2 separate regions of the Mus musculus genome follow, and region 1 is linked to region 2. Evidence: chromatin contacts called from public HiChIP or PLAC-seq data. All regions are on one chromosome and are shown on one strand. Each heading gives the region's core, a stretch centred on a gene start, on an enhancer-like site or on the middle of the called end of the contact. The rest is flanking DNA. Distances are from core to core; before and after follow the strand shown.

What was found. HiChIP or PLAC-seq counts read pairs in DNA pulled down with a chosen protein or histone mark.
Region 1: a contact with region 2 is called in an H3K27ac HiChIP or PLAC-seq map of microglia, with 4 times the contacts expected there. The contact joins two enhancer-like sites. A contact is called at or near these places in 2 of 484 Hi-C or Micro-C datasets (cerebral cortex and macrophages) and 2 of 115 datasets of contacts at active chromatin or transcription factors (acute myeloid leukemia and microglia).

The regions. Positions count from the first base shown.
Region 1 is chr1:55,835,454-55,838,450 of GRCm38.p6, forward strand. No RefSeq gene overlaps it. Among named protein-coding and RNA genes, the nearest start is that of Gm32949, 52 kb to the right of the region's middle. Within about 2 kb of position 1,503, at least 16 of the 459 cell types and tissues checked have an H3K27ac peak or open chromatin away from gene starts, as enhancers often do. A contact at or near this core is called in microglia, where this site is marked.
Region 2 is chr1:55,505,634-55,508,861 of GRCm38.p6, forward strand. The region is part of intron 1 of Plcl1 (phospholipase C-like 1); the gene reads left to right. It overlaps Gm39642 (a long non-coding RNA gene), which reads right to left. Exons shown (of 4, transcript XR_003947824.1): 1 at 248-3,228; 2 at 48-95. Among named protein-coding and RNA genes, the nearest start is that of Gm39642, 5.5 kb to the right of the region's middle. Within about 2 kb of position 1,603, at least 22 of the 459 cell types and tissues checked have an H3K27ac peak or open chromatin away from gene starts, as enhancers often do. A contact at or near this core is called in microglia, where this site is marked.

The DNA of each region.
Region 1 (2,997 bases), core at 253-2,752, 330 kb after region 2:
GATAACAGTCCCATCTGTGTTTCAGATATAATGTTGGCAGCAGTGTGGCAGGCAGTAGACCTAAAGATAGAGCATAAGCTCATTGCTTTCTCTATTTGCAGAGTAACCTTTTTCTTTTTTTTTTTTTTTTTTGTCTTGACACACATCCTTTTTGTGTGAGGAAATCCCTAGGCCTAAAGCACCATATACGTCTCTTGTGTGAAGAGGAATTTTGCTATAATAAAAAAGAGGAATGTGTCCACAGCCACCAAATTGTGCCATGGGCCATGTGTCATATTCACTATTATGAAATAATTTAACTGAAGTGATTGATTGTATATGTGTAACTGTAAAATTCAGACATTCTTAGAAAAAGCTTTATAAAACAGTACAGCTAAATAGCATAGGAAATCCAGGTTATAAACTGATCGATAAAGTCTCAGGTCAGCAGAACAAGTCAACTAACTTGGGGAATATGATCATCAAAGTCTTAAAAATAACAAGTCTGAACACCTGTAATTGAACTTGGTAATATCAGACAGCTAGCAAAATGACATCATCTAGAAGTCATATGTAATAAGTGCCGACTATGTTTTATGTGTCAGCTGTTGTTTCAACATGGGTAGCCTGTTGGATATTCATGGTGTTGTGGGCTAGAGACATCTGCTCCATGTTACATAGAAAAGTGGGAGTATAAAAAGAATAACTTCCCCAGTGTTTCATAAATAGTGATAGAGATGGAGTCAAGCTAGGCAGTCTAGCTCCAAGCACATTTAGCAATTATTTCTCTGCATCACCAGAGAGCTATCTTCTGCTTGGAAAAATCTCTTACATCATCCTACTATAAGACCCAAGCCTGGAAGCCAGAGAGAATGGAGGGAGATAAAGGAAAGGAAAGGACCACAGGCAAATGTGCACGAGGATAAGCACCTGCTTGGTCTCAAGAACATATTTATATGAAATTACACGAAAGTGGCAATTTGCCAAAAATCGTTATACAATGGATTATATCATAGGCATATTTTCTAACTCATGGTTCCCCAGGAATCCTTGAGAGCCATATTTGGCTGACTCCATGTTGTTTGAACCTTTATGTGATTCTTAGAGCCTTTCATTCCCTTCCAATACAATTCTTCTCTGTTTTTCTTTTCAGTGAAAGAGAAAATATCAATAAAACCATGTTTGTAAAATATCAATAAAACCATGTTTGTATTTGACTGGCACAGAAACATTAAATTTTGATAGAGATATCCTTAGAAACTGGTTCAGTGTTGCCATGACCTGGGTGGTTAAAAGGTAAAGAAAGTGCAGATACTTAGAAAGCCCAACTCAACCTGTCTGTAGAGGCCTCAGTTAGCACGGAACTTTGTTCTATGTTAGTTGTCTTAGGACAGAGGTTTTCAACCTTTTGAAACCCTTTAACACAGTTCCTCATGTTGTGGTGACCCCTAACTGTAAGGGTGGGTCTAATGCTAAGTTGCTGTTCCTTAATTGGTTCTTGATGTGTCAGTAAAGAAGCCATGGGCCAATTGCTGGGCAGAAGGGAAAGGCAGATAGGCAGGACTTCCAGGTCCCTGGAGGCAAGCAGAGAGACACAAGGAAGGAGAGGAGAGAGAAAAACCAAGCAGCCCTGTGAGATTTCGGGTGGAACTGTGGCCTGTGGCCACTCCTGCAGACAGGCACTTGAGGATATTTAGCTGAGACTAGATGTAGCTGAGCAACTAAAGTTGAGGGCAGGCAGAGAGGTACAGAGCTAAGAGTGTTGATATGGACACGGTTTTTCGGGCAGGAGATAAGTAGTGCCCAACAACTGTGCCAAAAGGGAAAATTGCAATGGAACAACTGTGTGTCTGTGCCTTTTATCCATGGATTCATGGGAAGTTGGGTGGGGGCTGGTAGTGTGGCCTGTTCCCGGAGCTTAGGTGGGGTAGCAAAAGCTGTATTCAACACTCAACCATAAAATTATTTTCATTGTAACTTCTTAACTGTAATTTTGCTACTGTTAGGAACCATATTATAGATATATGTGCTTTCTGATGATGTTAGGTGACCCCAGTAAAAGAGACATTCAGGCCCTAAAGGGGTCATAACCCACAGGTTGAGAAACACTGTCTTAGAGTTTATTATGACACCACTGAAAATGTATTTTTTTCTGGGAAAGGGGTGTTTAGGGTTTCATTTCCTGCTTTGCTCCTAGACTGTGAGCCATTCAGTAAAGCACAAGTCTGTGTTTCCTGCCACCTCTTGTTCAGCTACTACTCCATAGGAATGGATAAGGAATACATCTGAATTGGGTTTTATATAATGTTCTTTCCTGGTGCTTGTTCTAAAAGTCTATTCTTAAAACAATCCTGCCAAACTCTTGATGATTTTGACGTGGTAATATTCAGTTATCGTAATAAACTATGAGAAATATGAATGCTAAGACGCATTAGCTATTTGATAAAGCCCATAGAATAAAGCTCAAGAATGAGACGATTTGAAACAGTTACATATTAATAATAGTAATTTGGACAGTATTTTCAAAGGAGATGCTCCCTTGATCATGACAGCATAATTTGGTGCCTGACTTCATTGACTAAGATGACTTAAATGTCATCTGAAGAGATCAACAGAATCCATGGGTACACTGTAGTCTCAAGTTATTGACTTCATCGACCTCAGAGATGTGTGCTTCATGTCCTTCCCCTACTCTTCCTCTCTGCCCAACAACGGGAGCAAGGATACTGAACACTCTGAGGTTTGTGAACTTTGGTCTTCTGGGATCAAACCAGTGTTAAGGAGTAACCCAGACCTTTCTATTTTTTTCTGCCCTGAGCTACTAGTACTTCCTGCTATCTATTGTTAGCAGAGATTTGGGTTTAGGAAAGCATTTCTCTACTGTGGGGAAAATCACAATGCAGCTGACAGGAGTCTCACGAGGCAGTGCGAGAATGCCTGCCTCTACACTGCCCTCTGCTGGCATTTCTCTCAACCAAGCCTCTCTTCCAGTAATTCTTAGGATCAAATTCCTTACTT
Region 2 (3,228 bases), core at 353-2,852:
CCCTCAATGGCTTTTCAACCACCCCTACCCCACAGTCCCTTTCCTACCTTTCTGGTCTCTAGGAGCACTCCAACTTGAACACACGACTCTAGGATCTACACATGAGAGAGAAGATACAGCAGTTTTCATTCTGTGCCTGGGCTACCTTACTTAGTATAACATTTTTCTAGTTCTGTCCTGTCTTAAGATTTTACAATTTACTTCACTTTTATTTATAGTTGAATAAAATTCCATTGTGTATACATACCACATTTTCATTACCCATCCATAGGGTGATAGACATCTAGGCTGGTTTCTTTCTGTGGTTATTGTGACTAGTGTCACAATGAGTGTGGACTTTGGATGTGGACTTTTGTCTGTGTAGTACGATGCACAGTCTTTTGGTTGAGTGCCCAGGAATGGGACGGTTGGTTCCTATGGCAGTTCTATTTTTAGGTTTTTGAGAAGCAACCATATTGATTCCACACTGAGTCTCACTAGCCAATTTAGCATCCCACCAGCAGTGAATGAAATCTCCCCGTTGCCCATATTCTTGCTAGTATTTACAAACAATTTCCTACATCCCTACATCGTGGTAGTCAAATAGTGAGGGAGAAACAGCTATTCTTACTGTCAGTGTTTATATTAACAGAGATTGAGTGCTGCCAGACTATTTTGTTTATTGTTGGGAAACTGAGGTTAGTTTTTTTCTTTTCAATTGTGTGGTTCTTTTCCCTTTTTAATTTTGAAGTATTGGAAGGTAGACTTTTTCTGTCATATGTGTTCAACAACCACAGAAGTAGTTTAGCATATCTGTGATCAGCCATTGTCATTGAATGAGGTAAACTTGTGTTTGGTGTAAATGTTAAGTGTTTGTAAGCTTGGATTGTCATGGGGAGAGCAAAGGGTTCAGAGGACGAGAGCAGGAGGTCAGTTGTGGGTCTGGTGATTTCTAGCTTCCCATTTGAAACTGAGGGAATTTTAGCTTCCTCAGCTGTCGAGTGGGAATAATTATAATACTTCCTCATAGAGTTGTGAGAAATTAGTGACATCATGAATATACTACCACACCCGATACTAAATGGAATGTTAGTTTTTATTTCTGATTTGGTAATAGCCAGCTGGCACACTGGTATATAGTATTTTAAGAAATTGGAATGTCTACTTTCAATTATATTTTTGGAAGACAAAGTTAATTATCATTATCTACTAGATGTTTTCTGCCTTTAGCATATTTCATTATTCTTACCAGTTTTGTACTTAGGACAGCCAAGTATCTGGGGAGATTCATGAGACAGTGAAAGGAGGTGGCTTTGTAATGTTGATGAGCAAGAAGGGACAGTCCTGATGCTGAAAGTAAAATTTCACGTGAAAATGACCTTAATATCTTCTTCCCTTGTTCAAAATTTCAGAGAAAATTTTGTTAAAATGCAGTTTTAAAAAAATTTGCATTTTCATTGGATTACAAAAATATGATCTTTCCAGATTTGTAGTTGTGTGTATGGGGAATGAACGTAAAGACTGGAGCTTTAAGAAGTTTTGTTCTGGGAAGAACCTAGACACCCTCTAGATCTGTGTCTGTTTCGTAGATGAGGAAGTAGGGAGCTCTCAGAAGCTCGGTGAGTCATTCGGGTCATGTAGCTACAGCAAGACAAAAGGCAAGAATGGCCCTTCCCCTTCTAGGGTGGGCATGTAGACTCCATTTCTGTGTGTAGGTCTTATGACATGAACAATACTCCAAATAACCGTGCCAAATGAGCTCCACATTCTTAAGCCTAGGGCTCAAGAAGGCGCATGTGCATTTTGTTACCTTAGAGAGATGACTGTGAGTTAGACTAAAGGAAAACACACACACACACACACACACACACACACACACACACACACACACAGCAGACCCTGTGCTTTAAGAACTCTTAAGCTTTAGTTTACACTGTGTTAATATTCTACAATGTCTTTTAAGTCTCCCATCCCATATTTACTTCGTTTTCCTGTAGATTAGAATTTGAGAACCCACATTGAAAATATGTTAAAGTTATTAAGCTGTGACAAAACATATTTTTCCTGTTGGTATTATCCAAGCATAGGATATACTAAAACATTAAAACTAGAGCCAAACTATCATAAAATTTTAGTAGAGCCTTAAAACTGTTTCTACTTTTCCTTTACAAATCTTAATTTTTAGTTGAATGTCAACATCAATCAAATGTCAGATTAATTGACATTTCCTTCCTATTGTCGAGGCATGAATTAAATGTTAATTTATTTATCTTTCTTTAGAATGGTTTATGTAAAATGTTAATTAAAACAAAATGTGTTGTAAGTTTTCCTTGTCCTAGAAGAAAATTGGGTGAGAAGCCTCCACCACCCCGAGCCCTCATAGCAATAAAGACGCTCTACTTTGGTGAGAGTAACTGGGAGTCACTGACATCACCTCACACATCCAATTTTTCAGTCATGTGGAATAGAGTAAAGCACAGTATTTAACAGATTAATCTTGGCCAGTGGATGTTATGGAAAGTGACATTCGGGGAGAAGTGACATAGGTTGGAGGCTGAACTTGACAACTGAAAACATGGGCTGCAGGTAGCTTCTTGTCATTTGTCCTGTGCTGTTTCTACTGAGAGCCACAGATTTTATTAGAAAAGTGTCATAAGATATCAAAGAATGGTTAATTACTTTTCAGAATCCCAGACAGTTGAAGGAACAGAGTTGGTTGCTAAGACTACTCCATTTCCTACTTTCTCCTTCTGCCTCTTAGCAACATATTCAGCCTTCCCAACCTACAGTAAATGAAAGTTGTCATGTACAATGAAATGTTGCTTCTATAAACATTTAATGTGGAAAAGTTTAAAATGTACAAACGTTAGAGACACTTGTTCTGAAAGAGCCAGCTTATAAATATACAGAAGAGAATAAATGCTATTCATAATCTTACTGATCTGAAGTCCCCATGTTCATGTTTGGGTGTGTATTTGTCAAGATCCTTTTATACTTATATTTACAATTTGCTGTATGTTTCCAATACATATTCTGGTGTCCTTTCAAATCAATATATGTTGTTGTTTTCAATGAAGCATCACATTTTACTGGCTGTGATGTGGTTAATCTAGGTAGTTTCTGAACAGTAAAGTCTTAGGTTGTTTCTGGTATAGCTAGTGCTGAGCCAGTAAATGATGAACATGTACTGTACTTTGTGTACATCACTGATGGTGTGTGTGAAGAAGGACACATAGCATAAATTTGGGA